2 separate regions of the Anas platyrhynchos genome follow, and region 2 is linked to region 1. The links are chromatin contacts, called in public Hi-C maps. All regions are on one chromosome and are shown on one strand. Each heading gives the region's core, a stretch centred on a gene start, on an enhancer-like site or on the middle of the called end of the contact. The rest is flanking DNA. Distances are from core to core; before and after follow the strand shown.

What was found. A called contact is a pair of places that touch in the nucleus more often than the background predicts.
Region 2: a Hi-C map of skeletal muscle shows a contact between it and region 1, with 2.4 times the contacts expected there. The contact joins the promoter of PMPCB here to the enhancer-like site in region 1. A contact is called at or near these places in 2 of 8 Hi-C or Micro-C datasets (both in skeletal muscle).

The regions. Positions count from the first base shown.
Region 1 is chr1:13,091,485-13,096,658 of IASCAAS_PekinDuck_T2T, forward strand. It overlaps FAM185A (family with sequence similarity 185 member A), which reads left to right. Exons shown (of 7, transcript XM_027459614.3): 3 at 443-535. Among named protein-coding and RNA genes, the nearest start is that of FAM185A, 22 kb to the left of the region's middle. Within about 2 kb of position 2,662, at least 2 of the 8 cell types and tissues checked have an H3K27ac peak or open chromatin away from gene starts, as enhancers often do.
Region 2 is chr1:13,251,482-13,256,655 of IASCAAS_PekinDuck_T2T, forward strand. PMPCB (peptidase, mitochondrial processing subunit beta) reads left to right here and starts at 2,543. Exons shown (of 13, transcript XM_027459487.3): 1 at 2,543-2,702; 2 at 3,845-3,985; 3 at 4,297-4,383; 4 at 4,844-4,973. The coding sequence starts at 2,613.

The DNA of each region.
Region 1 (5,174 bases), core at 1,412-3,911:
CGTTAAGTGAAGAGGTAAAAGCAAGATTTGGGTTCATCATGATTAAGAAACACTGGTCTGGAGTTTTTCCTGTCTTATGAAACCCTACAAAACTTCTGATTCTTTGTATTTCGTCAAAAAATGCATAGAAACAGTAAGAATCCATGTTTACCATATTGGAAAATTTGACTTTATTTTATTTTATTTATTTTATTTTATTTTATTTTATTTTATTTTATTTTATTTTATTTTATTTTATTTTATTTTATTTTATTTTATTTTATTTTATTTTATTTTATTTTTGCCATTTGATAAGGGCTAGTGAATGCAAATTATTATGTCTTATCCAGGCAGGTGTTACTTACCTAAGTATCTTGAAAAACTGATAGGCTTGATTGTCAAATCTAACTTGTTTTATAGTTGTGATTGTTCTAACCATGTGAATTTTAAACTCTTTTTTCAGAGCCATAAAATTGACATACGAACGAAAGGTGGCAAAGTAATTGGTCTTGGAACACTTTGTGGAAATACAGATATTCATGCAACAGAGAAGGGTGTAAGTAAGAATTGACACTTCCTCTCTAGTGACTTGTTCAGCTTGCCTGTTGCAAAAAGACTACATTTTGAAGAACATGTGCTGAGGAATACTTAATGACCCTCATTGGTTGATTGTCATTTCACTTTTAACTTACGTTTGTCTAAATACCCTATTTTATATTATGCTTAGTTTGGATTAGACAGAAAAAGGAGTAACGAGCAAGTGATTGTTCTGTCGGCACTGAGGTTGGGCTAGCTGTTACAACTCATCAGCTTTAATTATTAGACCCTCACAAGGGTCCTGAGCTTTTTACTTGGCTGATGTCTAGACACCTAGATTCTGTAGTAGGCACCTGAGTTTATTTCAGTATCTTATGAATAGTGAGTGACCTGATACTTGCACATGCTTCCTAACTCCAGTTTTATGTAGTAAGAATTAAGAATAGAAAGTTTCATATATTTGTTTGCAGCTGAGGAAATGCAGTAATCAATCACATGTAATCCTGCTGAGATGCAGTGAGAATAACCATGAGCAGAAAGTTTTAGAGAAGTAGCTTGCCTTTTTCAGCAGGTGGCAGTATGAGACAAGCCTCGTGCTATGCTAATCTGGTTTTGTTTCTTAACGTGAGTTGTCAATTCTCCATTATTTAGGATAGTGCAGTTAGGATCCTTTACATAAGAGTAGTTTTCACACCCAGTCTGGTTCTTAGGCTCAATTTGAATGTTCAGTCATAATACCCATGCATCTGGTTGCATTAGGTAGGGTTCATTCAGTCAGAAGTATTGATACATGAACATGTGGAGGCAAGGCTGGAAGTAGCTTGGATGCATGCAGAAGGCTGTCAAAATCACTAACTACCCTTAAAACCAGCAGCACTGGGAAGAAGCAGAAAGAGTTCTTGTAGCTCTCACTAGCCAAAGATAGAACTGAGACCAGGCTGTTAAGTTCCAGTAGTCCGGAATTGCCTCTGCAGAGTGCCATTTAGTGCTATTGCATGCCTTGTAGATTGGGCTCTGAGATTATATGGTGACTTGTGTAGAGTCAGCCGTGAGCTGTTTTTAACTTCCTGTTGAAAATTAAGTAACTCGCCATTGGATTTTCCAAAAGCTGTGAACATTACCTGCATTTCTTTGCAGTGGATGCTAGCCGTCCTTTTTGTGTACAAAGGAGCCCTGAGGCTGCTGTAGCTGAGCTATTTATTGCTATTTCTTTATGAACATTATTTCATCCCAACAAGACCTCCTAGCGTAAAGCAGAGTGGGTAATGTTTGACATGCTCTCATGCCACAGTTGGACCATCAGTACTGGCCGATTATTAGTTCCTTTGGGCCTTTTTACTAGTTAGGGGAGTTGGGATCCATCCTAAGCCACTAGCGATCACAGAAAATAAAAGAGCAGAGATAATTTACAGCCTTCTTAATGCCTGTTATATCTTCCCGTAGAGGGCTTCCACTGGAAGGATTTGGAAATTGGAATCCTTGCTTTCTACCAGTGAAAAAGATTCAGTGCTATCTAGGGGGAGTGCTTTGACCACTGTGGATTCATGCTGTTTGCAACCTACTAGCATGGTGATCATCTTTAAATTAGACTTGGTGTTGCTTAGTCGTTTGTTCCAAAGTAGTTTGTTACACCAGTGGAGTCAAGGGAGTTTGTTTCAGATCCTGTCTTAGTGGTGCTGATCAAAATATGTATGGTAGAAAAATCATGAGATGTAGATGTACATGACAATGAGAAATGTAACGGTTTTGCTTTGAAATTTTAGAATCATTCAATTGTTGTTTTTTGTGGGTTTTTTTTTGGTGGTGTGTTTTTTTTCAGGCATGCTGTCCTTCTGAAGCAATAAAACTTCATGCAGATTAATCTGAAGTGCTTCTTTGTGATTATCAATATTTATACAGTATGTAGTACTGCTAGAAGCTAGTCTTATGGTTGCAAAACTGTAGGAATTCAAAGTGAGTAATTTTAACAGGAATTTGCAGCTATGGAACAGTTCTGGCTCACATTACTGCTCATTAGAAAAAAATGTGTAGTTAGAAAGGATAGTGTGAGACTTCTTTTCTCAATTGGCCACTTCTGTTAATCATCAGTTTGCCTTACATCTCCCCTGTGTGACCACCTGAGGTGTTTCTTCCATCAGATGTAGTCATCATTATGTAGTTATGGCTCTGTCAGCATTTCCAGCCCCCTCCTGGAGGTGGGGAAGGGAAGGATGTGGTAGAAGACACTAAAAATGTAGAAAATATTTTAAGGGTGTGAAAATGGAGAAGGTATTAGTAAAATGGTTGAACAGAATAACACACAGAAAAACAAAGCCAAGAAAAATAGAATGTGTGGAAGGAGTTGTTTTTGTCTTATTTAAACATAGCAAGGTGTTAGTTTTCATCTGGAAAGTACGGTCAGGTGTGAAATCAAGTCTGATTTGTGATGATGGACTGATCCTTTTTTTTTCTTTAAAGCATAAGAGTCTGCGGGAGCTTGAGCATGTGGTCAGAAACTGTAACTCCCAAGGCTTTACTCTGAAGGGAGGGAGTTTTCCCAGAAAAGCTGGTGACTTGACGGACAAAAATAATCAAATCTGTTTGACTGGGGAGTCATTAGCTAATCTGTGCCACAGGGACTTTTCTATATCACTTATTTAACAGAGCCAAACATCTATGTTCTGCCAAAAAAATCATAAAAGTTAAATAATTTGAGATTGAAAACATATTTCGTCTCAGCAGAAGAGCAACCCTATTTTTTCCTGCTTCCCCATCTAGAATATATTTTAGTCTTTTACTTGAGCAGTCTGACTCCTTAACTTGGGTTGTTCTGAAACAAATATCTATTATACTGGTAGTGGTTTTTATAGTCATTAGCTGACTCAATATTTCTTTTTATTGTGTACTGCGATGAATTTTCTTCTTCCTGCTGTGCATTTTTAAGAAAGGTACTTGTGTCTGGTAAATAAGATAAGTTGATCAGTGAGCTTGTTTTTAATAAGATGTCTCACTAGGTATTTATCTTAAATATTAATATAGTCAAAACCATAACATAGTAATAGATGTAGCTTTTTGCTTCAGGCTTTCATTTTCCTGCTCAAGAATGCCACTAGGCAGGCATTTTGTACCCAAACTGTATAGAATGTATATTTTTTTCCTTAAATCATGGCTAGCTCTTACTTTTGTCATGCTGATAGCAACAATAGCACTGCTTAAGTTGGCAGGGTGCACTGCAGGTTGCTTAAATACCTTCAGAAAAGGCTTAGATTATAGAGTCTAGAATGACAGTGGCTTTTATTTGTTGCCTTGGGTATATGCCACAGCAGTTTTACACTTTGTCAGAGTCAATGCTGGTGACTGAGGGAGTAGCAGAGTATTTGGTGTGAAACATTTCTAGGGCGGATGCAATCTAAATTTATGTTTTTTTTAAGGTCTCTGCTTGTTAGAATTTCATTAGAGATGTCAAAAATACAGAAAAAAATGAATTACTGTCACTTTCAGGAGCAACAGGTTGCTGTAGTTTCAAGTTGTTCTTTCCTAATATCATTGGTTTTGTTTAGTGTTGATGCTTAGGTTCTGTAGAATTATTTTGAGCAGCAGCATCTACAAGGATTGTAGGCATTGGTTGTTACATCTATAATTCTAGCACAGCATTTCCGATAACCAGATTTTCTTAAATATTAACAAAATATTTTACGTTATTTGAGAACTACTATGTATTCATTGTATCACATCAAAAGTCTTGAGGCAAGGGTCCCTTCTGTAACCTTTACTTAAGGTGTAAAGCTTAGTAAGTATGGATTGGTGAGGTCACAGTATAATTTGGCTACAATACAGTTGATGTCAAATGAGCCTCTTTAGCTAATCTTTTGCAACACATTTTTGCATGGAATCTGCAAGACTGGGTGCTGTTTGTCAGAATACCTCTTATATCATCCAGAACATGTTCTTGTATGTAGCATAACACTGGAAGGGGCAGCAGACTTAATTTTTGCATTAACTTTTTTCCCCACAGAATGACAATGTTAAAATAACAAAATGGATGTCAGTTGACATACGGTAGTTTGATCCTAGTAGGCCATATGTCATTTCATGTACCAATGATTTTGTGCAATTCACTTGAAGTCGATGTAAGCAAAGTAAAAACAGACAGAGTAGGGTTTAAGTCTGACCTGTCGCATGATTCCATCATAAATCAAGTTTAACTTAGTAAGAATAGAATTAAATTCACATGATAGTTGCACAAGAATGTGACTCGTTCTGTTTTGTTCAAGTAGACTTAAAATATGTCACATGACTCATTACTAATAAATAGGTTATCCCTGCTCTCTATCACCTTTACTTCCCAAATCTGTCCATAGTGCAGCACCCAAGTCTTATCCTTTCTTTCCATTTCTATTGGAAAGAAATAAAAATAGAGATCTTATCACTCATTTTTCAAGGCCTTATATAGTTTGGGACTTATGTCCAAGTGTAGAGGCCTGAATAACCAAGGTAATGAGAACAGTTACACTGATAGAAAGAGCAACTATGTGGGTTTTTTCATTGCAAACCTTCACCAAAACTATGTCTACAAAGTAAACCAATTAAAAATCTGCATATAAAGCTATATTTAACAAGAATGACAGTAGGTATTTTGATATATGGTGGCAGAAAATTGATAATCAACACTTTGTCAT
Region 2 (5,174 bases), core at 1,293-3,792, 160 kb after region 1:
ATTTCTAGGATGGCTAATGGCTTAGTGAAGTCTGGTAAAATGTCTTTGAGATAAATCCCAGCATAATGAGATCAGTTAGATCTAACTGTAAAATGGAAGGGAAGATTAATTTTAACTTTCAAACACACAGTTTGGTGCTTTGCTTTTTTATTTTACAGCTTGACAGAGATATATTTGAAATAGGGAATCCTGGAACTGGATGGATCTTTTGAATATGCATAAACTAAAAAGGGAGAAACTAATCTTAAGAAGAAAAAAAAAGCAACTAGCTTCATGTAGGGATAGATTTTCTATTCCCCAGAAACTAATTTGCCTTCAATGTAAATTCTCTGGTAAAAGGCTGTGCCTACATTGCAGATACAAAATGCTTGTGACATAGGTTATGTGGGTACTAAAATAGTATGGGCAGCAAAACAACAGTAAAAACAAAACAAGTTTCCACTTTTATTTTTAAATATATTCACTATGCTGTGCTTTTGTTTTTAGTATTTTCATGCAGTTCCAGTCCTAGAGATACAAACTGGATGGGCCCTTCTGCAGAATCAAAGCTTCTGTTTAAGCACACAGAATATGCCGTGGCAGTGAAAACTTTTTGGTCAGTCAGAATATTTTCATTCTCAATTGCTAAGGGAATAAGAACTTGCCCCCCCCCCCCCCCCCCAAAAAAAAAAATATTCCAGAAAACAACAACAACAACAAAAACTAATATATTTTAATATGGTAACTTTTCTGAAATTGTCCCATGTTTTGGAGTCTGACGATGTACGTAATTGTGAATAACCTCCTCAAACTTTTGCTTCTGAGACAACTCTGGAGCTACTAGCAATCATCACTGTTTTTTTTTTCAACTCCTAGTACTTTTGTCACCTAAAATCTACATTAAAATTAATATTTCAGGGGGGAGAGAACACCATTTCTGACAGCTCTTGTGAACTGACTCTGAATAATAGGATCTTGGCAGTTATAGAAGGTAACTCATACTGAGCAGAAAGATCCTCAGTTCTCACTTTACTTGAAGCTCAACATGCAAACAGAGCCCTGGCCAAGAGACAGAGTGACTGAGGACACTAGTCAACCCCAAGCACTGAGCTCATTCAGAATCTGGCTGCATATATTAAAAAGCAAAACACAGGAGGCACAAAAGGCAGACACTGAAGGAATTGGGGAGAAGTTGATACTACATCTAGAGTCCAAGATCCAGGTGCATTTCTGTTTCTTCAGGTCATCTACCCACAGCTCAGCTTTCTCTTTCTTTCTGGAGCAGAGCAAGACAGCAGTAGAAAAGCTCTGTAGTGTCTGTACTGAGGCAGAGGTTGTCACAACTACTGAGCTGCTGTCTGAGGCGGGGGGGAGATCCTGAGTTTGGAAAGTAGTACCAAAACCTAGTGCTTCCCTCATTGAGTGTTGTACAGATTTTATTTATTTATTTATTTAGAAATAGCATTTTGTTTCCACGTGTGTTGCATTTAACACAGAGGGACTCAGACCCTCTGTGGTATTTCACCTCTCATCTCACCTCATTTTTGAGGGAGTATTTGATTAGCCATTAAAAATCACTTATCTCCAGCAGAAAAAAAAAAAAAAAATTGAACAGGAAGTGGAGACTGACAGCACTGCTTTCTGCATGACTCTGCATGTTTATCTAATTCACACACTCAAAGCATGCCCAGGAACGATCTTTGGCACTGCAGTGAGATTCCCTGTACCAGTACAAGGCTAAAACACTTCCCAGCCCTCGTTTGGCTCTGGTACCACTCCTGCAAGCCGTGCCTGGCACTGAGCAGCCAGAGCACATGGGACTGCTCGCAGGGCTGCTCCCTGCCAGCTGGCCTTGGCAGAGCATCGTGTTTATTGGTGCAGATGAAGCTGTCCTATTCCTAGCAGTCCGGTCTTTTGGGTACATTCCATACGTCCAGAATACTTCATAAAACAAGACTTTAGATTATTATCTAAATAACTGGATTTCCCTTGTGAGCTTCATTCTGTCTAATGGAAAATGATGGGAAATGCTGAAGTGGCCTATCCTAACTGAATCCCACATGGCAACAGGAGGCTCAGCAAACCTCAGCAGGTGTAAAGCTCTACCCACAGCAGAGCACAGACTGACTAGTAAAACACACAGCTTTGAATGTAGTGAAGCTGACAGCGGTCTTTTAGGAAGAAAACTGACTTTCCTCAACTGTCTTGTTCTGGGAGTAGCATTAGAAGAGCAGAGTGCTTGTCACTTAGGCCTATTTTGTGGCAGTTTACAATTAACCATTAGTTTGAAGGCTGTTTGCTGGCACTTCCCACCGAAAACACGAATTGCAGGGGGAGCCGCGCTCCTGAAGAGAGCACCAACTCGCCCACTCCCCAGGGCTACCCCCCTCAGCCGCCGGGACCCCCGCGAGGGCTAGAAAAAGGGCAGACAGAGACGAGGAGACAGCTTTTAATTGTTTTAATCTCTTAATTTATTGAGGACAAAGCAAGGGACAGCGACAGGGTGGACACATGACCAGTGACAGCTGCGGAAGTATCGGCGCTGCCTGAGGGGAGCGCTGAGGGGAGCGCTGAGGGGAGCGCTGAGGGGAGCCTGCGCAGCTCCCGCCGGAAGCGCCCGGCCACCACACAAAATGGCGGCGCCTACAGCTCGCTTAGCAGTGCGGCGGCTCTTCCTGCCCTGGCGTCCTCGCCTTTTGCGATCGCCCGGCCCGGGGAACCGGGTAGGCGGCGGGGCGAGGACGGGGGGGATCCACGGAGGGCCCCAGCGTCTCGGTGGCTGCCCGCGCTGGCGCTCGGGAGGCCGCGATGGGGGCGGCGGGGGGGTGGTGGTCTTGCTGGAGGCGGCGCGGTGCACGCTGGGAATTGTAGTCCTAGCGGGGGGGCAGTGCGTGCGGCTGCCGCTGAGCATGGCGGGAGCTGTAGTCCTCGCCCGGCTGAGGGGAGGCGGGAGGGGGGCGGCTGCCCCCTCATGGGGACCGGGCAGCGCCGGGCTGAGGGGTGCCGAGCCCCAGGGCTTGCTGCAGACTCCAGTCAATAAATAAATAAACAACACCAAAAGCCACCCTCCCCTGAGCAAACGGGTCTGACTCCATAGCTGCCCCTGTTTTGAATCACAGGACCATTAAAGTTGGAGAAGCCCTCCGAGATCACCGGGTCCAACCACCCCCTACCACCAATGCCACCACTAACCCATGTCCCCAAGCACCACGTCCAACCTCTCCTTGAACACCCCCAGGAACGGTGACTCCACCACCTCCCTGGGCAACCCGTCCCAGTGCCTGACTGCTCTTTCTGAGCAGAAATGGCTCCTCATTGCCAGCCTGAACCTCCCCTGGCACAACTCGAGGCCATTCCCTCTGGTCCTGTCACCAGTTCCCTGTGAGAAGAGGCCGACCCCCAGCTCCCCACACCTTCCTTTCAGGTAGCTACAAAGAGCAATAAGGCCTGCCCTGAGCCTCCTCTGCTCCAGAATAAACACCCCCAGTTTGCAGTCCTTGACATAATTCCTTGCATTGGATCTCCATTCACATTAGAAAACAGGTACCCAAAAAGATTTCAGATGCTAAAGGACATATTCAAGTTCCTACAGGTTTTCTGCCAGAACAGTTGGTTGTAGGGAAGGAGATGAAGTCTACTCCATTTTCATTGTTTTCATGTTTGTTTTTTTTCTTTTTTTTCTGAAGTCAGTTAATGTATTCCCAAATTAAATATTGGCAAATAACTCTGTGTAAAAAATATTTTTGAAAATGCATGCTTTAAAATAGATTTCTGAACTTACATTTAAGTTCAGGAATACATTTTTGGAAGTGCATACTAGGATATAACTTACAGTGTATACATGACTGATGTTTTTTTCTTACAGTCTGTACATGTAGGAACAGGCAGGTTCAGAGTTTCCAAGGCAGCAACAGAAGTAGTCTTAAATGTTCCTGAAACTAGGGTGAGTCCTCTGGAAAATGGCTTGCAAGTAGCTTCTGAAGACTCTGGACTTTCAACATGCACAGTAGGTAACTTGTAAAGGGAATGTTTTTTCATAATTTTATGTATGTTTGTTTCCTTGTGGAACTAAGTTGGATTCTATCAATGTTTATTAGCAATTATTGTTAAGTTACAAGATGGGAAATGAAGGTTTTCCTAAGTGATTTGTGATTCGATTTTTGTGAAGATCATTTTTTTTTTCCTTGAAAACCTGGTTTAACCTAAGGAAAAAGTTGTTTAAAAGTAGGTCTTGAAAATCTAAGTTTGTTTTGTACAGGAAAAACAGCAAAGCTGCATGATTGGCTGATAAAATGTTTTCTTTTTTTCCCTGATGAGGTTGGACTTTGGATTGATGCTGGAAGCAGGTATGAAAATGAGAAGAACAATGGAACTGCTCACTTCCTTGAGCATATGGCTTTCAAGGTGAGTATGAGTATTGGCTTACAAATTTATGATGAATTTCTAAGCTAGTTATTGTTAGAGATCAGTGATGGAACGTTGTCAGAATTGTCTAAATACAGTTTACAAAACGAGAAGAGAGGGGAAACCAACTCAGACTTGGTTTCAGCTAGAAAATGAAGCGAAATTCCTAGTCCCTTGGAGATGGTACACAACTATACATTAGTAACACACCTCTATTTTTAACTTGCTTTTAACTTGTAGTATTCTTAAGACACACAGTCTACCTTTTGCCAGCTTTTTATTTTCATTTGGGAACATAGTAGGGTTTATATTTGACTTTCAACATGGGAGAGATTAGCAAGCCAGTTTCCATTTCAGAAGACTTTCTTCTTTTTGGCTTTGACTTTTGCAGACAAACAGGAGTAATGATGAGTAGGTGAATTCAAGGATTTAATCTGACTTTTTTATTGTTTTGTTTCAGGGAACAAAAAAGAGATCTCAGTTAGACCTTGAACTAGAAATTGAGAACATGGGAGCTCATCTGAATGCCTATACGTCCAGGGAACAAACAGTGTATTATGCAAAGGCTTTTTCAAAAGATTTACCAAGAGGTAACTGCTTTTATTCATTAGAGAAGTGGCAAAGACCAAAAATGCTTATCCACCTCCTGACAATGCATAAGAGTGATGCTTTTGCAGCCTAACAGTCCCATCTTTCCTGGGCAACGAGTACCTTCTTCAACTTCACAGGAATGTGAGGATGCAGATTTGGAAAGGAATGTGCCAACAATGAAGTTGATACTTGAAACATTT